Linked DNA regions of Mus musculus: regions 2, 3, 4, 5, 6 and 7 are each linked to region 1. Evidence: chromatin contacts called from public Hi-C and promoter capture Hi-C data. All regions are on one chromosome and are shown on one strand. The core of a region is the stretch at or near the end of the contact, and the rest is flanking DNA. Distances in the headings are between cores, read along the strand shown.

Region 1 (4,180 bases), core at 932-3,431:
CTGAGCCAGTCTGCTGCTGCTTCTGTCTAACTTTTGACCTGGAGAGGCCTGCCTGCCTGCCTTTCTCCCTGGTGGTCCTTCCCTTGGTGCCACCTGCACAGTTTTGTTGATCTGGGGTTGTTACTTGGCATTTCTTCAATGCATATTCTCGCTATGGCTGTTCAGCATCACGGCTCCATCCTTTTAGAGTGAGCCATGAACTGGGGGAATGATACCACGCCTGGGGGACAATGCTGTCGGTAAGTCCTCAGAGATTTCAGTCTTGATCTGGCATAGCCGAGCCTGTGTTCATTTTCCCAAAGGAAGCAGAGCTCCCCGCTCCCCTATGTTCTGTTCATTGGAATCCCCTTCAGAAAAGACAAAGATAGGCTGGGGCGAAGCTTGTGTGAGCACCTTTGAGCATGTATGGGCACACCTTAATTAGGTATTGGTAGGAAGAGTGGAAACCCCCTCTGGTCTCTGAATCTACCTTGTTCCACGAGTGGTTTGTCTCTCAGTAGTCAGTGGTTTGCCTGTTCTGGCTTCTCTGAGGGTTGACATTCTAGACTGGGCTTTGGGGACTCCTGGGACTTCTTCTTACATGCTATTTCCACAGATTCATGCTACAGACAGGGCTGCACTTGTATCCAGTCTCCTCATCATGTGGACGTGCCGGACATTATCTGAAGGAGAAACCAACCAGGAAGTTGGGCTCCACCGTTATGATTTTGATGGTCAGCTCTCAGTTCAAGCCTGGAAGCTTTCTGCAGGGGAGGCAAGAGAGGGTCTACTGAAGGAGGAGCAAGTCAGGGTGAGGGTGCCAGGGAGCATTCATGGGTGGTCTAGCCTCATCCCTTACAAGTCTGCCTCTCAGCGGTCAGTGTGGCGAACAGCATCCTTCTGCATCTTCCCTCTTAGGGGTGGAGTTAGCTGTCGAGTGGCTGGGCTGCCTTCAACGTGCTTGAGTAACATCTTGACATATATGGCAGTCAAATGGGAAAGAGACTCTACCCGGGTCCAGTTAAGCATCCACAGTGTGTGAGACTGCTCTGCTCCAGGTCGGGGTGGGGGATGGGCATGTCTTCGGACCCAGATGGCCCTGGAGAGCACTGAGGAGGTGTCTACATCTCCCTGCTCACCCGTGGCATCTGCTGCCCGTGGAATCTCTCCCTTGCCTCGTGTCCACTTATCCTGGAGGCGAGGGTGAGCCTTGGAGTCTTCTGTGTGAGAGTGCTGCCGTATAACCGGGTAGAGGGTCATCAGGGACGCCCTCTAGCCTAGTTCTCAGTGCTCCGGGGGCTGCCTGAGGGAATTTTTTATCTTCCTGTACAGTGGGATCTGTCTGCCCTCCCTTCTCTCCTCCCCTTCCCTTCTCCAACATGAACGCCTTGACCTCTTGAAGTCAACTTGAGCGAGCAGCTGTATGTTCACAGCAACTGGCCCAGCCATGTCCCAAGCTGGGATGAGACATTTACATGCATATTTTGCATTACAATTCATAACAGTAGCAAAATTACAGTTATGAAGTAACAACAAAATAATTTTACGAATGTAAGTCACCACAACATGAGGAACTGAATTAAAGGGTTGCAGCACTAGGAAGGTTGCGAACCATTGCTCTAGGATGTCTTACAAACTTACTCTCATACCTAGGCTTGCATCGGCATTAATACCTAACTGGAACGGAAGGTGAACCAGAGCTCTGCTCTGCTCTGCACCTTATGGGAGATTAGAAGTACCAGGCACCTTGTAGTTTCCTCTGTTAAGCTCCATTTAGGCAAATTTGTGTTAATATAAAACATAGCAACGGCGTTCTAGCCATTGTTTATACCTGGTACATTTACATTACGGTGACTGCTTTGAAGCAGATCAGGTTAGGTACAAACACCTGGGCGCGGAGCCAGACCTCCGTCCTGAATTCCCTTCCCGAGATTCAGGAGGGAACCTCAGTTCAGACCGGGGGCGGGTGGGGGCGGGGCTGGCTGCGCAGCAGGGCTGTGGCGGCTCAGGCGAGAGCTGAGATTCATTAGGTGCCGCAGTGAGGCGTGACCGGAAAGCTGGCGTGGGTGTCCTCTTTAGAATCCTCTGAGGAGTACAGGCTGAGATAAGATGAGCAAAGAGACAGCCTCGGGCCGTGGGTCAGGGATGTCAATGCATGGTGCCACACTGCCACCCAGTGGGAAAGATAGAGAAAGCCAGAGAGGTTTGCCCAGCTGGAGGAGTGCCGGGGCACTAGCAAATAGTCTCTGGTCGGTCGGTAGGTCTGTCTGTCCGCCTGTCTGTCTCTCTTTCTCTCTCTTGTGCATGTGTTCAAGAACGAGGGAGTATGACAGGGAAAAAAAAGGGAGAGGGAGAGTCAGTAAGAGAGAAAGGGAGAGGAGAGGGAGAGAGGCAGAACAAAGGAGGGCAGAGCAGTGGGGAAGGAGAACTCTAGGCTAGGAAGGGAGGCCAAGGCCATGGTGCCCTTCTTCAGAAAATGGCTCCATCCATACCTATCTCTGTGGTTTTCCACCCTCAAGAGACCACTGGAGTGTGTTTGCACAAGCCTAGTGGCCATTTAGGCAGAGCGAATGTAAAGCTAGTTAGGAACGCCCTGGCCATGGCTGTAGGTGGAGGGATGTGGCATGTCTAGATTCCATGGCCAGCACCTTGAAGTCCCAGTGCAAAGGTTCACCCAGGCTGGTGGAAAAGATCCTGGGAGAGATGGATGTAGGGTACTTCTGCTCTGTCGGGCTCAGCTCTATCATTTCTCTCACGGGCAGCCATTCACCTGGCCGTTCCAGCTGATCAGGCTCTCCTCTCTAGCCTACATGTCACACAGTGACTGAAGGATGTCTGGGAACCCTGAGAGCAAATTCTGTTATTGTGTGCCCACAGGGGAATGTGGCCGGGAGGAAGCTGAGCCCTGCGCTCTCCTAGTTTGCTTCTCCGTGGCTGTGATAACACCACCACCAGAATCAGCTTGAGGAAGAAAGGGTTTATTTGGCTCACAGGCCACACAGTTCATCATGAAGGGGAGATAGGGCTCAAGCAGGAACCTGGAGGCTGGGACTGAAGCAGAAGCCATGGAGGGATGCTGCTTCCTGGCTTGCCCCGCGACTTGCTCAGCCTGCTTCCTTACAGAACACAAGACCGCCTGCTCAGGGTGGCACTACCCAAAGTGAGCGGGTCCCTCCCACATCAATCACACATCAAGAAAACACCCCACAGACTTGCCTATGTGCAAATGTGATAGGGGCAACTCCTCAACTGAAATCTCAGGAAATTCTAGCTGGGGTCCAGTTAAAAACACAAGCAGACAGCTAACCACTGACCCAGTCAACAGGTTCAACCCAACTCACTTAAACAGACCTATTCCAAAGCGGATGCTACTTAAGCTGTAAGTAGAAAGATCAGTTTGGTAAATTCACACAGAAATAAATTGCTGGGAAGCCACAGGAACAACCTGATGCACCGGTTATGGAAGGAACAAAACCCATGAATCACATTGCATACATTGCGTGCAGATCTGTGTGGGTTCCTTGGCTACTGTGGCTGTGGATGCTGTTGCCAGGCTGCTGAGACTGTTGCCATGGAAGCTGGCTTACTGATGTGCCTGTACATCACTGCTTTCCCACACAGAGCCTGCAGGCAAATCTGTGTGTCTCCGTACCTGGGGTCAGGGCCACATGTGATGCACAGATTGTGCACCGCACAAGTCCAAAACAAAACAAAACAAAACAAAACAAAAAAACCCCGTCAGCCTGTGTGCATCTGTGCTCTGCTCTGGAGACAGAGGTCCTGGAAAAGCATGCATTTATCCAGTTTCTGTTTTGGAAGGAAAGTCCCTAAGTGGGATGGTGGCAACTATACACCCAATAATCATGTATAGATTTTACTGTGTAATATCACTCCTACATCTTTTCTTCCTTCCTTCCTTCCTTCCTTCCTTCCTTCCTTCCTTCCTTCCTTCCTTCCTTCCTTCCTTCCTTCCTTCCTTCCTTCCTTCCCTCCCTCCCTCCCTCCCTCCCTCCCTCCCTCCCTCCCTCCCTCCCTCCTTCCTTCCTTCCTTCCTTCCTTCCTTCCTTCCTTCCTCCCTTCCTACCTTCCTTCCTGTATTCTGTGTGTGTGTGTGTGTGTGTGTGTGTGTGTGTGTGTGTAAAGTAACCTCAGGTGTTATTCCCTAGGTGCTGTTTACCTTGTTTTTTGAGCCAGTCTCTCA
Region 2 (4,180 bases), core at 1,062-3,561, 1.4 Mb before region 1:
AAACCACACACACACACACACACACACACACACACACACACACACACACACTAAAGCAATATCGTCTCTCTGTCTCTTTGGAAAGGTCTTCTTTTCCTATGCTCCCTGCCTCCCTCATCCCAGGTGTCTGTAGATGTAACATCTGGTGCAGATGATGGAAAGCAGATGGATGCTCAGAGAGTGTGCTCCCCCATGCTTCTAGGTCTCTTCCCAGAGAAAGCCTTTTTTAGGCCTATTTCACACACAGCAAGGAATACTTCAATAACCTCTTGGGGAAGTCTACTATCTTCTCTTCATCTCTGTCTCTGATCTGATCTTTCCTTGCCAACCTCCAAAGATATACACCCTGGATACGGCATCCTGGGGACTGATCATCCTAGCACCTGGGAGAGACCCAGGCAGCAGAGACATTGAGGAAACTGAGGGCCACAACATTTGCTTTCACAAACAACAGCCCAGGCTGAAGAATCGTTCTACAGATAGATTTCCATGTTAGCCAGCCTCTAGCTTAGCCAGAGTTACTGTCACTGTGATGAAACACCATGACCAAAGTAACTTGAGGAGGAAAGGGTTTATTCAGCTTATATTTCCCCATCAAAGTTTATCATCAAAGGACATCAAAACAGGAACCCAAACAGGGCAGGAATCTGGAGCCTGGAGTGATGCAGAGGCCATGAAAGAGTGAGTGATACTTACTGGCTTGCTCCTTGTGGGTTTTTCCAGTCTGATTTCGTATAGAACTCAGAACCACCAGTTCGGGATGGTACCACCTACAATGGGCTGTGCCCTCCTCACCAATCACTAATTAGGGAAATGCCCTAACAGGCTTGCCTGCAACCTGATCTTATAAAGGCATTTTCTTAATTGAGGCTCCCCTCCCCCTCAGATGACTTTGGCTTATGTCGAGTAGACTTAAAAATATCCATCACAGACTTTTGATCTATAAGGTCCCTCTCTGGCCCTGAGCTGGGGCTTGGACCCTCCCCCATGGATAGGCTAGCCCCCACATTCCATGTAATCTTGGGGATTTGGGTAAACATTGGAAAAGTGTTTCTCTTCTGGAACTCTGGCCCTTGCTTTACAGAGCTTCCAGCAGCTCTTGACTTCAGCAGACCTCTGGTGGTCTGGGCATGGCCACTCCCACTAGTAGGAGCCTGAATGTCAACAGAAAGAGTGCCAGGCTGGTACAGCTGTGCAATAACAGCAAGTCTAGTGGAGAAAACCATGAGGCTGCCAGCCTGAGTGTCCTTGGTGGGTGAGCTCCGCACAGCCCAGAGCTGTGTCTAAGAAGCTATTAGCATTCAGTTATGGCCATGGGAGCTTTCCTCATAAATCGAGGTTCACCAGCACACCACCAGGAACCACATTCCAAACCTTCAAGTAAACAACACACCTCACATTTGAGTCAATATGAACATGGCTTTTCGAGTTTCTTCTGCTAACCGCGGAATGGATTAGCACAGTCCTCCCAGGACCAGGCTTTCCACTGAGGTGTTTGTGGAGAGGCCAAGTAGCTGAGTAGCTATCAGGAGGACAGTCCATCTGCAGAGCAGCAGGACAGACAGCTCATCATGCCATTTCTCCTCCCCATCTCCCAGGGTCTCCACCATGCCAAGCTCCATAGGAAAGCTATGCTTCAGGGACAGGCAGAGGGGTCCCTGGACATCAAAACATGTAGAGAATGACCATAAAGGAAAACCCCATGATGAGAAACACTCTCCTCTAGGCAAACCATTACCGTCTTCAAGGTTTGGTGCAGAACGCAGCCCAGAGCTGTTCACTTCAGTTGAACCTAAACTTTAAAGTGTCTCTTTTGACATTTCAAGGAGGTATCAGTTTTAGGAAGACACCATCCCAGGCCTTGTCCCTGCAGAGACATGGAACAAGGCCAACCCTCCCTGGCCCCAGATCCTGCCTACTGGGCAAATAAAGCTCCAGGTTACTACAGGAAGCCAAGAATACAGACTCCCCTGGAAAGTAAAGGCAGGCCACTGGCATGTGTGAGCGCCTTTTCTGCCTCCCTGCCTTAGTTGGGCCAGGCATTTCACTAAGCGCCTCACTTAACTCCACCAGGATATTCTGAAAGGATGCTAGGTCCTCCCAAATTAGCTGGGAGCCTCATTAATACCCAGCCTCCATGCTTACCACCCCATTGTTCAGGGGTACCCACTTCATCTGTGGGACAGCTGTGACCACAGTGTCTCAGCCTTCTTTGGCACCTCTCCCTGGAAAGTACCACAGCAGAGACTTTGGCCCTCTAGTCCCACATGGCTCACAGGGGCTTGGAGAGAAAAACAAAAGTCTTTTGTTGGAAATAGGCTTTGAGAGAGCAGGGGCCTCCCTGGCTCTTTGCTCTGGCTGCCCTGCCAGGCCACCCTAAGCTGCCTAGCTACACATTTCCCACGCTTCGTGGCCTTTGTGGACACTGTACTGAGAAGGCGGGTGTTGAGGTTATCCCAAATCAATGAGTCATTCTCTAAAGATGCATTTTCTGTCCAAAGAGGACTCCCCCGTGTACCCCCATGCACTGTATACAAGCACAGAGAGACACATACTCATGTGCATGTACACATACACACACACACACACACACACACACACAAATGCACACACACTGGACTAATAAAGACTGCATTTCTCTGCCCTCAGGTCAAGGCTAGGTCACTGTGCACAGGGAGTTTCTCACAGGAATGTCCATTTCTACACAGCAGGAGGATCAAGTCTAACTCTAGGTCCAAGCAAGATCTCATTTCCCAAGAGACAATCTGGTTTCTTCCCAAGCCACAGAGGCTCCAGCTGGTTATAGGATGAATCAGGGACCATGTTCTCCCTGGCATCCATGAGTCCCTGGGACATGCATTCTGTCATCAACCTGGCTGATAGTCACTGAAGTCCCTGAACTGTTCCTTTGTGGCCAGAGACACTTGGGTATACCCACATGGAAATCTAGATCACCTTGTTCATACCCAAAGATACAGGTAGGGAAACTGAGGAAAGCAAAGTCTATTATCCTTGTCTAATTCTTCCTGTGAACAGCAGAGAAAGACTGCAGACCCCAGCTGGAGCTGGCTGTCAGCATGTGAGGCCAGCTGGTACAAATGATGCTAAGCCAGGGAGACAATAGGCCAACAGGGAGGCTAAGGCAGGGAAGCATGACTGGGTCATGGTGGGTAGTGGGGTAAGGAGGGTAGCTGGGACCAGAGGCTGGGCTGGTGAGCAGCTGGGCAAAGTTGCCTGAGCTCTGCTCTAGGTAAAGCACTCTTCTCTTGCTCCAGGTACAGACAAGCAAACTCAGTCTGTGGCTGGCATCCTCTACTCCAGCCTTGTACATCTTTAAGGTCTGTAGTGTGCCCTGAATGCATAAGTTGGGATCTCAGACCCAGCACCCAAGAGTGTAACTGTCCTTGGAAGTAGGAGTTTATAGTGGTGATTATGTTGAAAGGAAGTCACTCTGGTATCCAGGCAACTGGGGTCCTTACAGAGAGGTCAGGACACAGAAAAATACAGAGGGACCATCACGTGAAAACACTGGAAAAGATGCCCTTCACAGGCCAGTGAGGGAGTCTCAGGAGACAGGAAGCTGCCAGCATCTTCATCTCTAACTTTGGCCTTCAATGGTGAGAAAACATCTGTGTTGTTTGAGCTGCCTGTCTGTGTTGCTTGGTTATGACAGCTTGCTTTGAGTTGGATGGAATTTGTGTGGGTCTCTCAAGTCTTCCTGTGTTGAAACTAATCCCTCTGTGAGATGTGAAGAGAAAAAAAAGAAAACCCAACTATGGGATTTAATAATTGGGCCCGTGGGAAGTGTTTGTGGTTTGATAAGGTCACTAGGGTGGAGCTGTGATTAAATTGTAATGGCTTTATAGGAAGAGGACAGGAGTCTAGAACACACACACACACACACACACACACACACACACACACACACACACTGTGCACTGTCACCAGAATATAATGCACTGTAGCGTCTCATAATTGCCAGCAAGACACCATCACCAGATGCAACCCCTCATTCTTGAGTCTCCAGGACCACGGGACAAAATAAGGGTTTTTTGGTTTTGTTTTGGTTTGGTTTTTTTCATAACTCACCCATCTGTGGTACTGTGTGGTTAGAAATGGAGATCAGACTACCGCTCAGCCTGTGTTTATGTGTCTTAAAATATTAACACGCTGCGAGGCC
Region 3 (4,180 bases), core at 698-3,197, 1.3 Mb before region 1:
GTGTTGAAACATCCTGTTCTCAGAGTGGATATATTTTTTTTAAGTCTTACATCCATCTTTACATGCATACCAGCATATAGGATTATAGTTAGGGCCACAGAAGTCAGGGGTGTGCAAGTTTAGATCTTGTTTTGATTTTACTTTTTAAGATCAGCTAGTTTTTGAGATCCTTGCATTTTCTGTAGCTAGTGACCTTTGGTGATTGATTAGAGCCCACCTAGTGTTCCTTGGGCAGAAAGACACCTGTGACCTCTAGAGTGATGTAGGAATCATCTTGTGATGGTCTAGATAACCATCCAGACAAGCATACCTTCAGACCACAGTCACCATGCTTGAAGCAAGTTGTCTATATCCTACCAGACCCCTGTTCTTTTTCCTGACTCAGAGTCTGCCTTCCCTCAGAGAGGATGGAAAGAAGCATACAGGGATTTTTCCCAAGATGAGGAGTGCCCACCTGTGTTCAGCTTGAGAATCAAGGCATTACTCACCATGCTTGTGTGTGTGTGTGCTCACGCGCATGGGAGGGGAGCAAGTGGAGAGGAAAGAGGGGTGCTGATAGGGAACATGTACTGCTAGCAAATATAAGAAGCACAAAAGCATATATCTGGAGAAAAAAATGATAGGGAAACGGAGGAACCCAGGGGAAGAGGAGCAAGCCCAGGTAGAAGAACACATATTGGAATATAGATATATGCCTAAGAGTGTTTATTTAATACAGGTTTAGGAGGAGAGCCAGGACAATGGGAGTGCTGCCAGGACCTGGAAGACTGGTATAGACATATCCATCTATGTCTAGGCTCTCCTCATTGTAGATGATGATGACAACGTTAAAAGTTATGGGGTGGGCAAAGAGGGGGGACCCTACTTCAGCAGAAGAGCAACATAAGGGAAGAGGGTAGCCTGAACTACAGCCTGCTGAGTTGCAAGGAGACTCTCCAAACCCCTGGTATAATATTAGGGCGACATGGGCACTGGCAGGAGGGACTCTCAGGATCAGATGACCCACATCAGGACCAGGACCTTGGAGGCACTCTATCTTGGCTTGGGGCTCACAATGTCTATTCTTATACTTCCCCTTCCTATCAGGAATTCCACTGTTGGGAGTTTGGCTCTAACATCTACCAGGCTACTCTGAATTGCCAACTACCCAGTCTTAACAAGCACTCTGTCCTCAAGGGTACAACAGCACATCTGGAGAGAGGATCTGTCATGAAGATGCTGGCAGGAGGTCAGGCAAGGAGGGGCAGGTGTCAAAGGCAGTGGAGTGCAGGGGCTCAGGGTAAGGGGAGGTGAGAACTTGGAGAGCAGGACTTGGGTAGCACTAGGCTTTTCTGCACATTGCAGGATCTATGTGCAATAAAAATTGGTGATTAAATATAGATATTCCCATTAATGCAAACATATAGGCACAGGCGCTTGCTGTACAGTCTTCACTGAATTCATTATATTCCATTAATATGAGAATCTCAACTGTTCTGAATAAAAGAACATGTTGTGGGTTAGCTGACATGGCTAGCACAAATATTAACAGCATCTTTATTTACTGACCCTTTAATGACTTTGGCTACTCTTAAGATAATTATTTCAAGATGTGCCTGTCCCAGTATGAATATTAACAGAAGTGTCACCTGCTAATACCAAAATTATGCCTCTTAGGAAGGGAATCACGTTTTTATAATGATTTGTCTTATGTAAGCTATAAGGGAAGAATAGGTATGACAAGGAAGTGAGGGAGAGAGGGAGAAGGAGAGGGAGGGAGGGGAGGAGGGAGGGAAGGAAGGGCCTCCTGCATAACTGGGAATTCTCTAAGGAGATAAGGTTGTAGTGGTAACATGGTCAGTGCCTGTGTGGAGCAGGCCTCAGGGCTTCCTTTCTACTCAGGATGCTGGCAGATGCCGCCAGCCTGAGAGAAGGCTCAGAAACCTCCTGCTGCAGTGGGGGCGTTCTACATCCTGCCTGTTCTGTGCACACTGTGCCAGGCTAGGCCTGCCCTGAGGCTGCAAAGGGAAGCAGGAAGAGGGAGTGAGTTGCTATGGCAACCTGGTTGCCAGGCTCCCAGTTTTCTCAGTCATCCCCGTGGTGCAGACTGATTCTACAATGTGCAAGGTTTTTGTGTTTTCTTTTAAAAGCGAGATCAGGTTCCTAGGTGCTGAGCAGCCAGCATTTAAGAGATGGGGAGGTGCTCTAGGGGTAGGTGGCCTCATGCCCCAGGGAGGGTGGAGGCATGCCAATGAAGTGGGCTTAGCTCACTGCACGTTATAAGGAGCGTGTAGAATGGGGAAAATGTACAAACACAGAATCTGTTAACAGAATCTTGGGCTCTGCAGCCTCTAGACAGCGAGGCTCCTTTGTAGGCAGGGCAGTCTCTAGCACAAAACTAGGCTTGGATTCATTTAAGTTCAGGTATGAACCTCAGCCCTTGCCTTTACAAGTTTCCATAGAATCCTAGATTCTGGGGCCTCTAGACAAAGAGGTCACCCTGCAAGATAGGACAGACTGTGGCACAGGCCACCATGGTATTGTCTTGGTCACCTTATTTCAGAGATCAGAGGGCATACTTGTGTCAAGTGTAGGTCAAAATCACTTGGTGCACTTTTCTTTGCACATAACACGGTGTCTTATTTAAAGCATGTTCACCAGAGTCCTATGCTTTGGGGTGCTAGAGGACTGCCCTATGGTCATTTAAAAAAATGGTCCAGGGAACCAGTAAACAGCCTTCTGGAAAGTACACTGGGAGGAGGGTCTCCTGAAATACCAGGTCTCATCTTCTCATCAACCTGATGAATCACTCTAGGCTTGCCCTTATGTGTTGGTTCTGTGTGTATGAGAGTGAGTGTTAGTGTGTGTTTGTGTGTGTGTGTGTGTGTGCACCTATCTATGAGTCATATATTCACGTTGTGTTTATATTTGTGGCATGCGTATATATCATATATGATATAGTATGTATATGTATGTAGTGTGTGCATGACACTACATATATACACAATTAAACATGTACATGTGACATGTGCATGCATGTGTGTTCATATGTGCAAATTGGTGTATGCATCATGAGGGCAAGTGTGCATGGGTAAGTATGTGTGGCTTTGACCACAGAGATATAGTATGTCTTTCCTGATCTACAAGTTGACTGTAAAGGGAGTACTGCACTCTGGAGATGGAGGGGATACAGATACGAAGTTCCTATTCAGCCAGCCTGTCCTCTGTCTCTTGTCCATCAGGGAGGAAATAAGATCTGGGTTGGAGACCATGATGCCTCTCCTGGGGGTAAGACCATACCGGCCAGACCCATTATAGAATCTAAACTGTTTTGCTCTAGGGGGACCTATGTGTTCATACAGATCAGCATTGCCTATTGGAGACAGAAAAGGAGTCCAGCAATACTTTTTCCTCTGGATAGGAAAGACTGAATGAACATCACATCTTTGTGGAAGGCAATGTTAGCAAATTTATTCGAGTGCAATGTTTGCCTTGGAAAGTTATGACCTCCAAGAAGTCACCTTTCTGTGACAGTTTGATGCTTGTGAAACAGTGTGCCTAGTGTGGAAGCATCCACTCCCTTTCTACTTCTTTCACCAGCTTTCCTGCCTTACCCACTCTGCCACAGGCCATAGGATGCCAAAAGGGACAAACTTAAAACCAACTGTGTTACCAGGTATCCATGGAAGAGGAGCTGGACACCTGACAGACCCACAAGAGCCACCTGGAGCCAGGAATTTGTCTACCTACCGAAAAGCAATAGCTTTTCTTGTTTCTTCACTGTGTTAACACATTTCTCATGTATATAACAAAGCTCTAAGAAAGGCCATGAATTTTACAAATAGAAAACCAGCTGAGCTGAGCAATGACACAGATATTTAATCCTAGTACTCAGAGGCAGAGGCAGGTGGATCTCTATGAGTTCAAGGCCAGCCTGGTATATAGAACGAGTTTCAGGACAGTCAAGGATATACAGGAAAACATTGCCTCAAACAAAAATAAATAAACCTGTTTAAGATTTATGAAGAAAGAGGCAGTGGAGGAAGAGAGAGAAAGAACCAGATAATTTAAATGTTCAAACGAAAACTTTCATTTTGCTCAGACAACATCCCGAGTACCAAAATGACCCTTAAGGTGTTAGAAGGACTTGGAGCCACAGAGCAGGTTCTGGACTGGCCACCAGTAGAGTTACTCTAGACTG
Region 4 (4,180 bases), core at 985-3,484, 1.2 Mb before region 1:
AGACATCCCATCACCAGCCTTCTAAAAGTTCTTGAACTTTCCTTTTTGCTAACTCTAGAGATTCGTTGTAATCCCCTTTAAGTGACTTACTTCCAATCATATTTAGGCAATATGGAAGACAACCCCAGATTTCTGAAGTCACACAGGGAGGACACTCTGTCATAAGAACACTGGATTGAGAGGCTTGAGTGTGATAGCTTCCAGTCAGTGATTGGAGGCCCACAGTGAAGTGACAGGAGCTCTACAGTGACATGAGGAAGGAAGAGCTCAAAGGCTGCCTGTCTTCTGTCTGAACAATTTGGGCATGCACAGTGGTCAAATGTCTCTGGGTTAGCAGGGGCTGGTTAACTGTGGCACTCACCTGTCTCTCATTTAATTTGACCTGTGGTAATAATATATTCACACATCTCATCGGCTTGAAGAAACCTGAATAAGATGTACTCAACCTCAGAATACTTAAAGTGTTTTTCAAAGTCCATGTTAAGCATGACGGAAACCCTCTATTTCATCAGTACCCATTTGGCTTTCACTCAGAGAGCAGTTGGGATTTGAATCTCTATTCACAACTCTACACAATTGCTATCATCTGCATTGCGAAACATAGATAATAATAAATGAGTTTTCAAACACATTCCCCTTTGGTTGGATGGTTAATGGATGCCATTTCACATCTGTCCTTTGTTTCCATGATTCAAATGCTAGAGAACTTTCAGAGTTTGATAATGATTTGGAGGAATGAGGCATATCGACTAGTTACAAACACCAGCTGACTAAAGCCGAGATACTGAACCTCTGGTGCTTTCGCTATGGATTTTATGCAGAAAAGGTTCATGTTAGCAAAAAGAGATTTGGAGCTCAATATAGCAATAACTGAAAATAGCATCCCACCTGGAGTCAACAAATATTTAGGATCTGACCCACTCTCTAAACAGCAGCATGTGTTAGTTAGAGGGCATCACTTGCTGTGTGAACCAGATTCTGTGTCTCTCTGGACACAAACCTCTTCATTTCACCACACTCTGCCTGCACCATTTTCCTTATTATAAGGGTAAAAATGTCATCAAAGAACAGAAAAAAAAGAAAGAAAAGAGAGCTAGCAAACATAATCACAACTGTGGGAAGGCTAATCACAGATGTACACCTTGCTGTTGACTGGCAGCTCAGCTTTTAAGGGTTAAGGACATCTTGTTCTCATGAGTTTTTGGAAATGTGATTTTTTTTTATTCTTTTGATTTATACACTTTTCATGGGCTATCACTAGGTTGTCCTTGGGAACTACAAAGCTATTCTATCCATACATAGCAACAGTGATATCTTGGGTAATTGTCACTATTATCTATAGAGTATCAACCATGAGATGAATTTTTAAACCAGGATTTAGAAGTGGAGAGTATGTGCCACAAGTTGAAAAATTAAAAAACTTAAACATTATATTTTATTTGTGTGTCTTTGATGATGTGTAGGTACATGTGCCACAACATGTGTGAAGGTCTGAGGACAGTTTAGGGAGGTTCTCTTTTCCCCCTATGTCTAAGTTCAGTTAGGAAAGTGGTCTGTGAAAGCATAAGGTTCTGAATTTGATCCTCAGCACCCACATAGAAGCCAAGTGTGGTGGTACATGCCTGTAATCTCAGCACTGAGGAAATGGCAATGGGAGGGTCCCTGGGGCTTGGTATCCAGCCAAGCTAGCCTAATTACTGAGATCAGTTCAGTGAGAGATCCTGTCTATAAAACTAAGGTGGGAAGTTATAGAGGGAGACACTTATGTTGTGCTCCGGCTGCCATCTATACATGTACACCTGCACACACATGTATACCCACATGGACACACACAGGAGGAGGACGTCACTGACTGTAATAACCAGGGGGGAAATCCTGTCGAATCCCTGCTGCATCTCTAAGGTCAGAAATGACTTCTGCGCTGGAAAAGGACAAGGCCCTCATGAGCCTTTTACTAGCAGATGGGAGGTGTAATGCTGTTAACCCTCCCTTTACTCACCGCAGGATCATCCTCAGGGTTTTGCCTGCCCTGCTTTCTACATGGCGTGGCTAAGGAGTCCATCTCAGCCCTTTACTATTGTTCTATGTCACCTTTCCCCAAGAAGATGAAAAGAAAATGGACAAGCTGCCCTACACAGTATCCCAGCCATGCTGACTCATGAAGCTGAGGAACTAACTGTGAGACAGGGTTGGCCCCTTCTCTGTCTGAGTACCAGGAAAGTGCCAGGCTTTCTCCATCATGTGTAGCAGGCCTGCCTCTCACAGGGAAGTACATTGGGAGAACACTGCACATACTCTGGTGCTCTAGGGAGGCAGATACGACATTAGGAGTTATGCAAGTGGTCTCATCACTCTCGCTGCGTAGTGACCTTTCCGAGTCATAATGAACTCATCTGTATGGCAGGGATAATTATCTGCCTGCCCCCTTCTCGCAAATTCCCACAAACCCCAGAGTGAGGCACACAGACTACATGTATTTCAAATGCCTGGCATGGGTGCTAGTTGTTCTCTGATCCTTTCTCTCCCAGAACAGATGCCTGGACAAGCTAGCCTATTCAAGGAGGGAATCTGGAAACGCTATGGGGAATGCATCTGAAGACAGAGAGTGCTGCACGATTTGGCCTGTCTTCAAGTTACTAATACTCAGTGTCATCTGAGGCCGCGTGAATGACAGCGCAAATGTGGAAGTGGCTGAGAAAATGACATTTAGGGCCAAAACCCTTACAGTTTAATAGAATTCCTATGGTTACCAGTATTTAACTGTTTCCAGGCTTCCCCTAAAGTTAACTCCTAATTATGTGGACTAAATGGAGGCAAACAGGCTCCAAGTCATTAGCAAACCGATTCTAAACAAGCACCCTGTCTTGGCCTTGACTAGAATGTCATGGTAAGTGTTTAGAATCCCATGTCTGGTTTTCCGTATTCAGATAATTTACCAGATTGTTGTCTTTCTGCCGAGGCTACCATTGAAAAGACTCCATCATAACTATGGGTCTTGGCAAACAGTCCAGAATTTTCTGTACTAGTCAAGGACAAGAAATGAGGTACAAATATTCTAACTTATAAAACTTTCAGGAGTCAATATTACTTGTTTCTCTCTAGTGATTAATGTTCTCTCAAAGTCAGGGGATACATTTGTGATGAACAAAGCATTTTCCAGAAAATAAATGCACATGTTTATGTTCTCAGTAAAAAGTAGGAACATGGATACCACAGTGTGCTGAGAAGAGAGGATATTGTGTTCCCTCTGTTGCACTGCGCTTGAGATTAGTCATCTCATAGAGTACCAGGGCCAGGCTGAGACCCGGGCCGCCTCCCAACCTGTCCAGGCCCAGGTGTTCCGAGGCAAATCAGAATTTTCATATGGGAATGGAAATCAGAGAAGTTTAGGTTGATCTACTTCCAAAGGATGAAAACGAGCCTAGAGATAGAGGTGCTTTTGTGGCTGAGCCCAGATCTGCCTATGTGATCACCAGTCAGCTACCAGCCTCCTTGTTAACTGGATTACACAAGTGATTTTTCTTCCCGTGAGGGCTTTATAAATGCTGTTGCCACAACTCACCTCCTCTAAGTTTGACTGTTAGAAATATTTTTATACTACACAGAGAGCAGACAGAATCACTTAGTTGGAAGATTTTCCTAGAATGGCTGGAACTCCATGCACTGGCTTTGTAGTAGAGTTTGTCTCTAAAAAGCGTGTCTGAAATAGAACTTTTAAAATATCTGGTACTGATCAAGTCACATACAAACATATTCCACATACCAAATCTCATACACAGTGAAGAGCAGGGTGTGTGTGTGTGTGTGTGTGTGTGTGTGTGTGTGTGTGTGTGTGTGTCTGTATGTGCGTGTACCCAGTAGAATTCAAAACACAAAGCCCAGTCCTATGGTCTATTTGTCCTTCCTAATCTTTGTAGAGACCCCAAGAAAGGTTCTCTAGTAGCTACTACTCCTGAAAGGCAACAACAGAAAGCCACAGATCACATGTGTTCAAGTGACAGAACTGAAAGACTATACTGGGATGCTGTGCAGATTTGCTTTACCGGTCTTCTGCACTGCCTGTTTCCATAGCAACCAGACTGCAGTCTTCTTGGAAGAGGAACACAGTGAGCTTGGTGCAGACAAGCAGCTAGACACCTAGATTTTTCTCATCAGATGAGGCAGAGCTGTGCTGTACACC
Region 5 (4,180 bases), core at 824-3,323, 1.2 Mb before region 1:
GGGTTAATGATGGATCTTATAAGCTCCTGTGTGCACCTGACAATATCTAAAGCTACACAGAATACTGAAGTCTCACTGGATGAAGGTAGTGCCACAGCCAGGAAGTGTTGCTTCCTTTTAAGATTGTTGTTTTTTCTTTCTTTCTAACTTTAGTTTGTTTTCTTATATATTTCTGGTTGTGAGTCTATCCCTTAATGCTAAGCCATCTCTCCTGCCAGAAGTTTGTTTTCTAACCATAATTTCGTACAAAAATTTGGACACACTGGTCTATGTAAGGCAGTGGGGAGCCCAGAGAATACATAACAGGTCTTTGAGAGTTAAGAGTCTAGGTGGCACCTCCAGTTACTCCTCCATTTCCTCAGTGTGAATATAAATGATGACAGTTGCATTACAGATGCATGGATGGAAAGAACAAGAGTCAGCACTGCTAATACGAGGTTCTGTGAAAGTCTCCAGTGTGTGTAATTGCTTGTACGTGGCTTTCCCTCCACTTGGGTGCACTGTGGTGGGGAGGTGTTCACGCCTTTAAGATGATGGGCCTTATAGGAAAAGCATTATCAGGGGGATACAACCACTCAGGACAAGGCCCTTGGCACCTGGCCTTGGGTTTGGAGAACTTGAGCTGCTGAGTCCCCTTCAGCCTCTGCTTTCCTGCCTACTAGAGTCAGGTCTCCATTTCAGGCTCCCACATACAAGGTCAATCACCAAGTCCAGCCTGGGGCATTTTGTAGCAGCAACATGAAATGGACTGGATACTGATGGGAAATGCTGAATGTACCAGTCATGGAGCAGTCTTCCAAGTCATCTTAAATCAGCCCCTCTGGAAGCCTGAATTCTTCCACCTCCCTATACCTCATCTCTATCTCCCCGCCTCTCTAATACATAGGGACACACATCCCTGAGAAGATGTTCCCAGCAGCATCTTCTGAATGCAGCCTCCAACCCAGCCCTCAGAGTCACACTGCCAACCATAAGAAAGCCATTGTCAGCAGATACCACCTCTTAGGTGAGAACTGGCTGGAGTCACAATACTGAGGATCTGAAGGATCCTGTTCCTTACTGCACAGCCGGGCCAGCACCGCTGGCACCTGCCTACAAGCAAGCTACTACCTCCATAGATGTCATCTCTGGGCATATGGAGATATGAGAAATAGCTGCTGTTTCCCATAACTCCTTCACAGATGAGTTTAAGAGTGAATCATGGACGTTTTGGTGGGTCAGCACCAGCCACACTACATATCCATTTCTGGTGTACACTCTGCTCATGTTCCAAAGTGGTTATGTTCATATGTATCTGGTCATCAAGCAAGCTGTCAGGATGAGGTTAATTGCTAAATCCAGACTTGACCTATTCATATCAAAGCCCTTAGAGCCAGAACATGACTTCCTCTCTTTGAAATTAGAATTATTAGAATAAGTATATATATATATATATATATGTATATACATACACATATATATATATGTATATTCCATTGGCCAAACATAAAGAATACATATAAACATATTATGAATATGTTTTTTTTTGTGAATCAAATCCACTGAGTCATGGGGGATGCAGGGGCCCGATGTGTGGCAGACAGCAGCAGACTTTTTTATTATTATTATTTTTATTTATTTATCTATTCTATTCTATTGTATTTATTTATTTTAGGAAAAATGGCCCAGAGACTTTTTAAAATAAAGGATTTACTGTAATAATAAAGGTTAACTGCTACCACAGTCCAAAATGATGGTGCCCAAATGTATCTGCACACATACAGCTCCTAGTACGGACCCAGAGTAGCAGTGATCAGGGACAGCTACTTCACCCAGATAAATCCCTAGGTCTCGACATTTTTTTCTCTTTGCACTGCTGTGGTCTGCTCTCAAATTAATGTTAAAATATGTATGCCCTGACTCGTGATTTACAGAATTGGTGACAAACAGTAAAAAGGACAGGCATGCCATAAAGCTTATGGATGAGGTGACGGCAGGCACAATGATGCCTCATAAAGATCGGAGGGGAGTAAACACAGATAGGCTGGCTAGGTGGCTGTGTGCTCTGAATCCCTTATAAACATCCCATGGCGCGCCCTGCTGCAAGGCAGCCCCGTCGTTAATTAGAACATCCGGCAGACGCTGCAATGTATCCATGCACCCAAGTGGATCTTCATTTTTCACATGCGGGGCCTTACTAATTAAAATCAGCTTTGCAATTAAACGTGGAAAATTGTGTTAAACTTTCAAGCGTGGTTGGGAAAAAATGCAATTATTTTTAGGGTGTTTTATTTCAATGCAAATGAAATTTCTATCTACATGAAGCCAGGGAAAGCAAAGAGGATGGCATAGGGGCTCTCTCTGTTCCTTCTCCCTTTTCTTTCTTCCCCCCCCCCCTTTTTTTTGGATTATGGATGCTCCTCTCAGTTGCAAGCTGCACTGCTCCCCTATCTCTCAGCCAGTACCTGGCTGGGTTCCAAAGCTTTTAGTGAGTGCTCTCTGTCAAGGCATGAATAATATCACCCCGAGGCTGTTGGCAGAATCCAAATGAGGCGTGCATACATCAGGAAGCCAGCCCTCCACTTTAGCTCCCAAGCAAGCTCCTGTGTAGACAGGCAATTATTCACCCACCGGCTGCCCTGGCAATCACGCTGGTGGGTGGAAAGGTGCATGAAATGGAAGAGAATTTGAACAAGGAGTACGCACAACAAGCTAGCGAGGATCCAGTAATTTCCTAATAAAAAAAAAGAAAAGCTACCATTTGAAGCTTGTAAATTTAAAAATGGGAACTGAAAGATTTAGCTCAGTGTTTGCTAAATTGGTGAGGGCTGAGATATAGCTGTTCTCATCCCCTAACTTCAGGGTGCTTGTGAAGTGCTCAGAGACGGCAAGCCTAAGTTATGCTTAACGTATTAGTTAAGCAAGAACCCATGCTTCACTAATGACTCATGTAAACAATATCTCAGTAAAGAGTTCAGTGTAAATGAAATTGGTTAACTCTCAAATCAGTCCAGAAGGCTCATGAAACACACAGGTAGCAAATATGTCCAGGCCGTGAGCCCCTTATTCTCCACCCCTGGGGATGTGGGAAGCTTTTATAGAAATCAGTTATGCACAAGCAAATCTAATTCATTTCAAGAATATACACATAACGTTTTTGTGAATAAAGTTAAATTCCAGTTCTTACATAGTATTTAAACCAACCTGTATTAAATATTATTTCAAAATTTTGTTGGGAAAATTAAAACAATGTTAATAAAAATAAAGTAGCAGGGATTTTTAAGGATGAAAATAGATTTCTGTGGGAACTTTTGGACATTTGGCTTCATAGCTCATGTCTCAGGGATGGTTCATAAACACTCCAGATGAATGATGGCGTTTGCTGATGAGGCATTTGGGCCACACCCACACCGTCAAGGCTGGCAATTGTTTCTTTCACTTGTTTGCCATCCAGCCAGAAAGAACCAGCTTTCAGCTTTCGGAAGGACACCTGAAATGTCCAGAGACAGGTTCCACCCTGTGCCTGTGCAATGCTAGGGTCTTCTGAAGCCTATGAAGGGCCATCTACACTTGCAGAGTTGCTAACAAAGAGCCACTTGCTGAGATGCTAAACCTTGGGCCCTCACCTGCTTGGTGAGGTCAGGAGGAAGCCACAGAGCAACTTGCTGAACGTCACACTGGTGAATTACAAATGTCCCATTTCCCATACTCTGGCATGCAAGGAAGACCTAGTCTTTGTCACTTTAAATGCCTGCAGGTCCTACAAGCCAGCTTGGGCACATTGGGTAGAAAGTGCAGTGGTACCCAGGCTCTGGGACCTAAGACTTCAGGAACTCAGAATGACTGAGGTTTTCTGTACATGTCTAAAAAGTGAAACTCCAATTGCACCATACATTTGGGATTCTCAAGTGTCTTTGGCTTTCTCTTGGCACAAAGTAGGATGAGTCTTATAGTCTTACAGAAGCAGGGTAGCTGCACACAGAGAGCTACACACAGTGAGACAGTGTAGGTGACAAAGGGAGGCCATCTTCACTGTGTGTAGAATAGGCCAGAGGTTCAGGATATAAGAACTGCTTCCAACCCTCAAAGCATACTGTGTTAGGTCCCATCCTTGCACACATGACTTTGTCATATTCACAACTAGTGACATGAAAACACATACAGGACAAAGGGAAGACTTGGGTGAACAGTCTAGTGACAG
Region 6 (4,180 bases), core at 1,127-3,626, 1.2 Mb before region 1:
CCTTGACTTCTCTGCAGCAAGTTCCTGCCCACAGCAATACCATGCTTGTCACCACAGACTCATGGTTCTACCAGGGCTCTACCCTCCTAAATTCTTTGCTTTCTTTCTCCCACACTTTGACCTCAACAAGCTGTTGAGCAAACATGCAAGGGCCAATGTTTCTTGAAGTGTATCTGCTACCTTCTTGCAGGCCCTCAGTACCTCATCTTGTTCATACCAGTTGTAGAGTCATTGTAGAATCACTGTAATAGCCTGTGAACTCCCTGGCTTGTTGTTTTCTCCTAGGAAGCACAACCCTCAGTTTTATTTCCTACTGTGCTATGTCTTCATTAGGATAAGGCCAGAATATACCAGAAGACCATACCCTACTCACATGAGCCTCTGTTGCCTCTGGTAGCCATGTGCCTGCATGAATCCCCTTTGCTGCCCTCTTGCCTGTCTTTCCCTAAAATACACTCAAGCCTTGTTCCATTCCTCATTGTCTTTAGAGACTGTGCCTACTGCTGTATCAGAAAAAGACCCATGACAGCAATAGCTTCTGCAGGGATGGAGTGTAGGGTCCCTGGGCCTGTAAATGGTGGCCCTCCACTGCTGAAGAATACGTCTGTCTAATCCTTCCTCACTTTCTCATCACTCTGGCCCCTGGGGAGTCATACTGAGTAACAGTTAAAAGTGGGGCCTCCAAAGCCCGAGTTCCATCCTTAGCCTAGCTCTGTACCAACCTATATCTTTGAGACTTCCTCTGCTGAGCAGTCATCATGACTGCCATCATTCCAGGTGCATGAGGGTCATATGAGATAACATGCATGGTCCAGGCTTGCAGTATGGTGGCATTTTTGCTGGTAAAGTAGTCTCTTAAACCTGCCTACCATTCATTCGCATATAGTCTATCATTTCTTGGGTATGCTGTGGAACCATTCTAAGCCTCATACTCCACAGCTTCTTCTTTTCCCTTCTCTTCCATGCGCAGTGAGGGAGGCCACCCATCTTAGCCTTTTTCTTTCCTCAAACATCAGGCTTTCTGTTTAGTACTGGCTGATCCAGGCTCCAGTGGTGTGCTCAGACCATGGATTAGCCTCTGTCCCAGCCTGGAAGAAGGCTCACAAAGGGTGTCTTTTGCTCTGCACACTGCCACCCCCAAAATGCTCCCACCTGTGTACACACCCACCCACACCCACCACCAAAATCTGCAGAGAAGCCTGCAGCAGGTCATTCAGTGCCCTGTGATGTTTGCGGTATGGGGGATAAAGGTGCGAGTTGTGAGTATGTATGCAAAAGTCTGTCATCTGAATATCCAGGAACAAATGCTGATTTTCATGTCATCTTTGTCAGAGATGAGGCCATAGTTGGGACCAAGGGGATATTTGATTAATTGGAAAGTTTTTTGGTGTGTTGCAATAAACATAAAGACCAAAATCAACTTGGAAAGAAGAGAGCTTATTTGAGTTATAGGTTAAAGCCCATCATGAAGCCGAGGCAGAAACTCCAGGCAGGAATCTGGAGGCAGGAATGTGGAGGCAAGAACTGAAGTAAACAGAGAGGACCGCTGACTACAGGCATGCTTCCAGCTTCATTTTCAGCAACCTTTCTTGTATATACCAGGCCCACCTACTCAGAGTGTCACTACCCGCAGTGTACTTGGCCCTTCCACATCAATCAACAATCAAGAAAATATCACAACAGATACATGGCAACAGGCCAGTCTGATGGAGCCAGTTCTTCCGTATGATTCCTCTTGCCAGCTGACTAACGGCTTAGATCAAATTGACCACTGAAGATACTTAAAACAGAGAGGAAGACGCAGATTATCATTTTGAAGAACAGAGACTGATTATTTTTTTTTGTGCTTTATATTTATATCTTTCTGGGGAAAGAATGGATGCTGGATAACAGGAGCATGTGGAGCCTCGTCCTCTTGTACCCAGAGAGGATAGAGACCAGGTGATGGATATATCTAGCCTCTTCTGCCTGAAATCACATTGGCATCACAGGCTGGCTCTCTCTTCAGAAGGGGCTGGTGTCTGTAGTCATTTTAAATATACTTCAGCTCTCACTGAGGACTCTGTCTTCCTGGCCTTCTACTCCCTCCCTCTATTTTGGGACCAGGCCCCATTATCACTGAGCGGAGTGACATTCACAGCAGGTATAAGCGACACATGGGGATTCATTGGATCCGTTGCACTAATTGGATTTCTGTGCTTGCCAGGCGGATGGCACAAGTAGGAGGTGTTTGAACACGTGAGCACAGAGTGCTGCTTACAGTCCATCACCAAGTAGTAAAGAGACTTGGCAGTTCGAGTGCAAGGTACCTGATAACACACAGAAGCCAGCTCCAGACTAGAGGGATGAAGCCTGTGGTAAGAAAACCTGTGAGGAGTAAAAGAAAGTGGCTTGCCTCCCACATTCTCTCCCTGTAAAATTTATGTAAGAAGCTGCCATTAGCACTAATGAGAGTCGGGCGTGTGATTCTCCCATGAAATGATTGGAGATGAGCTGCATCCCTCACTCTGTGGAGAGTATGGGCTCTAAAGCAGGCTTCCAGCAGGCTGAGTAGCATTGCATGGGTGTTACCTGCCCTCCAGGGTAGTGAAGCAGCAGTACCCAGTAGCTTTGGCCCAGCAGCCTGCTGGGTGAGGGCCTGGGACAGGTTCCTACAGAGTGATACATGGAAAATGTGGGCAAGAGCTGAGTAATTTACAGATCATCCTCTGAACCACCCACCAGCTCACAAAACACCATATTGGAATAGACCCTCTGCTGTGGACTGATTTCACCTCTGCTTCCTCATGAGGCTCTGGGAGGGCTGAGTAGCGTATTGAAGATGTCTGGGAATATCTTCTTCTGTCCACTCACACAGGGTTGGCCCATGCATGCACCGAGACTTCAGCGCTTCTTCCCAAGCCAGTGCTCTAATTCTCATCAAGTCTCTTGCCTTATTCTCAAGGAGCCTCCTGTCCCTGTGTCCCCTTCCATGGGTTTGGATTGTATAGCTCTATGTGAGAGCCCCATTCTCTCAGAGCCAGCTCTCTCTGTGCTTTGTATGGACATCACTCTACCATATACCACTGCACTCTACCTCAGCATTCTCTTCTGCTGTGTCCCTGATGCATGTCTAGGGAACACGCCACTCCCCGAGTGGGACTCCTTCTTCTTCCACAGAGCCACTTTCAGCTTGTGTCTTTGGGGTGCTTTTATTGTGCTGGTCTGCAGAGTTTCTCTGCAAAAATTCAGTGAATATTAACACGATCATCATTACTTATAAGGAAGAACACCGGCATGCATATTACCATGCCCTGTGAACATCTGCCACTAGGCTATGCAAAAGAATCTCTCCCCTCTGAGGGAGCCCCTTCCATTGCCTTCCCCTGTGGCCTTGCCTTCCCTTGCAAACACTCACAAATAAAGGTGTTTTTAAAATACAAAATGACACTACACAAATCTCTGGATCCTGTAGTGTTTTGTGTAACATCATATCTTGAGATGATTGGTTAGGTTCATATAATCGAACTCATTAAAATCTCATAGTGTCTCATGAGATAAATGCAGCACAATTTCTTAGGCAGTCTCCCATGGATGAGTGTTTGTGTTATTTCCCCAAACCCTGCTCTTACCAGTAAAACTTCAGTAAATGTCACAAACATAGTTACACTTCTACTAGGCTTTCCATGTGACAAGTGCCACTTACATTCATCTGACCCTTACCATAGCCCTCAGGGGTATAAATGCAATGATCATGACAGCCATATGAAGGCGCAAGTTGAGTATCTGCAGCAAACATAGAAAGCATCAAGACTGGCCTGTGTCCCAGCATGCAGGCTTTGCACATGCAGCAGTTGAGGAGGAGTCGCTACGCAGGGCAGGCTTTCCCTGAGTTTAGTGATATTTCTAGTGGCTATGCCACACTCTTATAGCACCATTATCTATTTGATGGTGGTCAGTAATCACGTACTCAAAGCTGAGCATAAGATCCCGCTGGAGCAGTGTGAGAATCTTTTCTAATGTGAAACCAAGAATGTCTTCTAAACCCTCTGCCCATTTCCAGTTAATCTTCCTGCCCAATTTAATCTCTTAATCGTTCTGTCTGCTTGCTTGCTTGCTTGTTTGAGATGATTGGGCTTATGAAGCGTAGGCTAGCCTCTAACTTGCCATGTAGTTAAGGATGACCTTAAAATCCAATCTT
Region 7 (4,180 bases), core at 1,137-3,636, 1.1 Mb before region 1:
ATTCCTCTGACTTGATAAAGAAGCAAACTGAAGATCAGGGAACAGTGTGTGTGTTGGGGGCACTGGGGTGGGATGGGGGTCTTGGCAGCTCCATGTGTTCAGCACGACAGCCTGGGAGAGACAGGTATAGGACAATATACAGACAGTACAATGTCAGCAGAACGCTAAGCCATATCTGTGGAGTGCGAGCTCTCCGCATACTTACATGTATCGAGACTGAACTTCTAAGTGGCCTGTGGTGACCAAGGGTATTACCACAGCTTTTAGCAAACTGACGGCTCTGTCTGTCAATTAGCAGAAAGCCAGGGTGTGGCTGTGGCAAGAGTGAGTTTTCAAAGCTTCACAGCCATGTGCAAAATGATCCCAGTGCTGGGCTTGGTGTAGCCAGCTCCAGTGTGTCATGGTAACAGCCAATGGAGTCCTTAGTCTGGGAACATAGTCATCTCTACCAGGCTCGTCCCAGGTACTACAAATAAATCATGTCAAAAGAGGAAAAGGAAGGCCACAAAAGTCACAGTGTGTCTACCATAGTTTTAAACAGGAGTTTAAAACTATCTGATGGCTTCTTACCCTGGAAACTGCAATGCTCTAACATGCTGCTCTGTGACCATGGCAGAGTTACTCAACCTCTCTGAGCTTTCATTCCTTCTATAGCATGGGGGAACAGAGATCACTGGCTGTGGCATAAACAGCAAGTGAGTACCATCTGCTCTGAATATACAGCATGAGGACAGATAAAAGAGGCCTCTAGTCTGCAGGCTGCGTGTGCAGAATGCTTGCTTACTTCAGCTTGGGCAACACAGAAGGTGGCATAAGACAACTGCAATGTTAGCCGGGTGTGGTGGCACACCCCTTTAATCCCAGCACTCAGGAGGCAGAGGCAGGCAGATTTCTGAGTTCGAAGCCAGCCTGGTCTACAAAGTGAGTTCCAGGACAGCCAGGGCTATACAGAGAAACCCTGTCTCGAACCCTCCCCGCCCCCCCCCAAAGACAACTGCAATGTCATGAGACAGTGCTCCTCAGAGAGAGATTGCACATAGTAGGCCAATTCTGGGAGAGTATCCTTTAGAAAATGCTGTCAATGAGTTTCCAGTCTAAGCATAAGTGACTGGTAAATGGACCCAGGGCAGGAGTCCTGAGCGGGATAGCAGGCCCTCCCCTTGCAGCAGGTACTGGATATAAAAAAAGTCCCCATTACAGGTGAGGAGAGGGACCACTGTAGCAGCAGGACCAGCCCACAGTTAAAGGGCCGAGCTGCTGGGAGCAAAGTGGCACTAGATTCTAAACTATTAATAACACTGTGCCTCCTCTTTCTGTTAGTACAGTGGTCACCGCAGCCCTGTGAGGGAGGCCACAGTATCCTGTACTTAAACGGCATGGGAGTCAGAATGTGAGCTTCACAATGGGTGGGTGGCCACAGCGTCTGTGCTGTTTCTTGATCAAAAGCCAAGAAAACATTGCACCACTCTACAAACACAGGTGGGGTTGTACCTGGAAGTGTCATCGTAGCTTCCCCCCCCCCCCATGAAATGCCAGCGAAACACATCTGCTCCTTTTATGAAGTGTTAGGAATCACGCTGAGTCATGAGATGACAGACAGCTGGCTGTTTGGTCTGTCAGATGCACGAAACACAATTTCTACCAAAGGGAAGGTGCCCTCCACAGCACACAGGCTTCCCCCAAGGCTCTCCTGTTGTTCCACAAACAGGAAGTAGTGCTGGGGACACTAGGTGCAAAGATTGGCTTCCCCAACAGCACTGAGCCAGGGAATCTGAACCGGGAGTTTCAGCCCCTGTCACTGAGCATACAGGCTCTGCATCCCCTCCAGGCTAGAGGGATGGGCAGCAAACACTTTTCTCCAAAGGGATTCCATGCTTCTGGCTGGTTGTCTGTGCTGGGGATACTCCATCATGCCCTGGCTTACTTCCCTCTTTTTTCCTTCCCTTCCCTGGATATGGATGTCAGCTGGTGAGGTCCTCCTGATGACACTTCCAGTGCCGTGCACTCAGAGGCCTCCCTCACTGACTCCTGTTTCTCCACCCCCTGTCCCTGTTCCCATACCATCCCTCTTGCTGTTCCTGTGGGATTCACTCTCGGGAGAAAGGCCATTGGTCATGAGATGCTCTGAGCTTACTACGGGGTTCACTATGGGTTGCTGAGCCCAGAGCACCAGAAATAGCTCCTTTGTGCACAGTCCTTCACATATGGCTAGACAAAACTGGTTTTGAAGCTCTTCTATTTAAACATATCCCCATGTTACACTTGCGTGTGGCTCCCAAAGAGACTTCTGCACTCTGCAGGATATGTGCTCGCAGCCGGAGAGTGCTCCGTGAACACTCCCATCTGTGCCTAGCTCCTAGGCTGATCTCAGTCTCTCCTCACAGAGATGGGAAGGAGCTGAATCCTGGGCAGGCTGCCAAAAACTAAACACTGGACAAAGGGACATACAGGCCTCATTTTCCTGTGGCCTTTAAGAGACAAAATTACCTTTTTACCAGTACAAATATTTTATGCTTTTCAAATAATATGAACAAAAAGGAAATAGCTTTGTGCAACTCAGGAGTTAGGTTACATGGTATTGTTTCTGAGGGTCACACAGACAACCTAGGCAGAGTTCAAATGAATGGTTGCAGTGGATTATTCGGAGCCACCAGTCTCACCTCATTCTACACAGTAGGTAGTTTCTCTCTCAGTGACTGTCTAGTGATGTGTGGAAACACATGATGTCACAAATGTGGAGAAAAGAAAATTGCTTCTGGTACCCAGAGAGCAAAGGCTGGGATCCTAGGACACCCTGGGAAGAACTGGAAGATCCTTTGACTATCAGCTTATGCATGGTAGCCTTTGCAAAAACCAGGATTTATCCTCTTGTCTGCTGCAGTTGGGGACATGTGGCCATGCCAAGCCACAGAGGGAGCAGGATTTGCAATGTTTTTGCTTCTATCAGTGCCTGTGAGGACATGAGGAGATGCCAACAGCTGTTAAAGTTAGATGGCCAGGCCTGAAGTGACCTCCTGGGAGCCAGGCAGCCTGCTGACGGCTGAGAGGTCTGGATACTCCCACAGCAAGCCCAGCCCAGCAGGGACCTCAGAACTCCTCATAGCACCAGTAGGCTAAACAATAAAAGCACTGGTGACCTGGAAACAAAGCTAAGACTGCACAGACAAGACCCAGTGGCTTCCATCCCCCTCCCCCCAAAGGTAGGCAGGCTAGCTCCTTTGTTCACTCTCACTGTGACAGCGACAGGATTTCTTTAGCCCCAGCGGCCACTCGCTAGTGGAAGTTACTAAATCACAGGAGCAGGTGCGGTTTTGCCCATCCAGTGTTGACCTTCCTGCAGAAGCAGATTCAGTCCTGCTTCTCAGCAGACCATCTCGGGATTTTCAGCAAGATGAAAGATCTAGATATAGCCCTTCAGAGGAAGGGCAGCTTCCCTTTTTGGCCTCTTTGTTTTTATTCAGTTTGAAAAGCATAAAAGGAAGTCTGGAAGACCGAACATTGGAAAACCATTCCCTAAACCCTGAAAGCTTGGTAAGGCTTACCATGGAATCTCAGGAAAAAGTACCCAGAAAAAAACAGGGTTTTCACAGAAAATTCCCTGTGCTCACATTTGCAGCCCTTGCCTGTTACATGGCACAAAGACTTATTCACAACCAGTCTCAGATCCTGTTTGTCATTTGCTGTTGAGGCAAGGTGGCTAAACTGCCACCTGCTCATCCAGACCGACTGTTTCCCTTAAACGATGGAAGTGCCATAACACAATGGAGGCAGTATAGCTGCTATCTCTGTCCAGTTCCTGGTCTCTGCAGAACTGAGAGCCGTGGTGCAAGGGAAGAAGGTTTAGAGTTTAAGAAAGTCTGGGACCGAGTTGATGGTGATGAGATGCATCTGTGAAAGATCTGGGTGTCATAGCCAAGCAGGGCTGGGCCCTCTGCTACCCAGGAGAAGAAACACATGCTTATGCTCCAGGAGATAAAATGTGAGGACTGGGAGCTGGGAGGGAAATGGGAGCTATTCCTTTCTCACCTCACTTTAATTCACCTCACCTCAGCTCACCTCACCTCACCTCACCTCACCCCACCCCACCCCACCTCACCTCACCTCACCTCACCTCACTTCTCCTCACCTCACCTCACCTCACCTCACCTCACCTCACCTCACCTCACCCCACCCCACCCCA

Evidence for each region. Promoter capture Hi-C pulls out the DNA fragments that hold promoters and counts their contacts. Hi-C and Micro-C count contacts between places; a contact is called where the count stands out from the background.
Region 2: a Hi-C map of cerebellum shows a contact between it and region 1, with 4 times the contacts expected there. The contact joins two enhancer-like sites. A contact is called at or near these places in 1 of 39 promoter capture datasets (the 3T3-L1 cell line), 1 of 15 datasets of contacts at CTCF or cohesin (pro-B cells), 10 of 484 Hi-C or Micro-C datasets (B cells, the N1E-115 cell line, cerebellum and 5 more) and 1 of 9 other capture datasets (embryonic stem cells).
Region 3: a Hi-C map of cortical neurons shows a contact between it and region 1. The contact joins two enhancer-like sites. A contact is called at or near these places in 8 of 39 promoter capture datasets (the 3T3-L1 cell line, the HPC-7 cell line, cranial neural crest and 4 more), 4 of 15 datasets of contacts at CTCF or cohesin (embryonic stem cells, large pre-B cells, pro-B cells and 1 more), 45 of 484 Hi-C or Micro-C datasets (the AML12 cell line, B cells, the Ba/F3 cell line and 32 more), 5 of 115 datasets of contacts at active chromatin or transcription factors (astrocytes, bone marrow-derived dendritic cells, differentiating embryonic stem cells and 2 more) and 2 of 9 other capture datasets (adipose tissue and liver).
Region 4: a Hi-C map of cerebral cortex shows a contact between it and region 1, with 4 times the contacts expected there. The contact joins two enhancer-like sites. A contact is called at or near these places in 4 of 39 promoter capture datasets (cranial neural crest, liver, maxillary cranial neural crest and 1 more), 13 of 484 Hi-C or Micro-C datasets (the HPC-7 cell line, cardiomyocytes, cerebellar granule neurons and 8 more) and 1 of 9 other capture datasets (liver).
Region 5: a Hi-C map of the N1E-115 cell line shows a contact between it and region 1, with 3 times the contacts expected there. The contact joins two enhancer-like sites. A contact is called at or near these places in 6 of 39 promoter capture datasets (the 3T3-L1 cell line, 3T3-L1-derived adipocytes, embryonic stem cells and 3 more), 1 of 484 Hi-C or Micro-C datasets (the N1E-115 cell line) and 1 of 9 other capture datasets (liver).
Region 6: a contact with region 1 is called in a Hi-C map of cerebral cortex, with 4 times the contacts expected there. The contact joins two enhancer-like sites. A contact is called at or near these places in 5 of 39 promoter capture datasets (the 3T3-L1 cell line, cranial neural crest, frontonasal cranial neural crest and 2 more), 1 of 484 Hi-C or Micro-C datasets (cerebral cortex), 1 of 115 datasets of contacts at active chromatin or transcription factors (bone marrow-derived dendritic cells) and 1 of 9 other capture datasets (liver).
Region 7: a contact with region 1 is called in a promoter capture Hi-C map of hippocampal neurons, with 9 times the contacts expected there. The contact joins two enhancer-like sites. A contact is called at or near these places in 2 of 39 promoter capture datasets (hippocampal neurons and liver), 2 of 484 Hi-C or Micro-C datasets (cerebral cortex and cortical neurons) and 2 of 115 datasets of contacts at active chromatin or transcription factors (astrocytes and differentiating embryonic stem cells).

What each region holds. Positions count from the first base shown.
Region 1 is chr12:28,587,507-28,591,686 of GRCm38.p6, reverse strand. No RefSeq gene overlaps it. Among named protein-coding and RNA genes, the nearest start is that of Allc, 7.1 kb to the right of the region's middle. Within about 2 kb of position 2,181, at least 93 of the 459 cell types and tissues checked have an H3K27ac peak or open chromatin away from gene starts, as enhancers often do. A contact at or near this core is called in the N1E-115 cell line, cerebellum, cerebral cortex and 4 more, where this site is marked.
Region 2 is chr12:30,034,997-30,039,176 of GRCm38.p6, reverse strand. No RefSeq gene overlaps it. Among named protein-coding and RNA genes, the nearest start is that of Gm15691, 22 kb to the left of the region's middle. Within about 2 kb of position 2,311, at least 68 of the 459 cell types and tissues checked have an H3K27ac peak or open chromatin away from gene starts, as enhancers often do. A contact at or near this core is called in cerebellum and cerebral cortex, where this site is marked.
Region 3 is chr12:29,870,423-29,874,602 of GRCm38.p6, reverse strand. All of the region lies in intron 18 of Myt1l (myelin transcription factor 1-like), which reads right to left. Among named protein-coding and RNA genes, the nearest start is that of Gm46346, 43 kb to the left of the region's middle. Within about 2 kb of position 1,947, at least 83 of the 459 cell types and tissues checked have an H3K27ac peak or open chromatin away from gene starts, as enhancers often do. A contact at or near this core is called in the N1E-115 cell line, cerebral cortex, cortical neurons and 2 more, where this site is marked.
Region 4 is chr12:29,822,370-29,826,549 of GRCm38.p6, reverse strand. The region is part of intron 9 of Myt1l (myelin transcription factor 1-like); the gene reads right to left. Among named protein-coding and RNA genes, the nearest start is that of Gm46346, 91 kb to the left of the region's middle. Within about 2 kb of position 2,234, at least 15 of the 459 cell types and tissues checked have an H3K27ac peak or open chromatin away from gene starts, as enhancers often do. A contact at or near this core is called in cerebral cortex, where this site is marked.
Region 5 is chr12:29,787,849-29,792,028 of GRCm38.p6, reverse strand. All of the region lies in intron 8 of Myt1l (myelin transcription factor 1-like), which reads right to left. Among named protein-coding and RNA genes, the nearest start is that of C630031E19Rik, 100 kb to the right of the region's middle. Within about 2 kb of position 2,073, at least 65 of the 459 cell types and tissues checked have an H3K27ac peak or open chromatin away from gene starts, as enhancers often do. A contact at or near this core is called in the N1E-115 cell line, where this site is marked.
Region 6 is chr12:29,738,872-29,743,051 of GRCm38.p6, reverse strand. The region is part of intron 4 of Myt1l (myelin transcription factor 1-like); the gene reads right to left. Among named protein-coding and RNA genes, the nearest start is that of C630031E19Rik, 55 kb to the right of the region's middle. Within about 2 kb of position 2,376, at least 22 of the 459 cell types and tissues checked have an H3K27ac peak or open chromatin away from gene starts, as enhancers often do. A contact at or near this core is called in cerebral cortex, where this site is marked.
Region 7 is chr12:29,700,992-29,705,171 of GRCm38.p6, reverse strand. The region is part of intron 3 of Myt1l (myelin transcription factor 1-like); the gene reads right to left. Among named protein-coding and RNA genes, the nearest start is that of C630031E19Rik, 17 kb to the right of the region's middle. Within about 2 kb of position 2,386, at least 76 of the 459 cell types and tissues checked have an H3K27ac peak or open chromatin away from gene starts, as enhancers often do. A contact at or near this core is called in cerebral cortex, cortical neurons and hippocampal neurons, where this site is marked.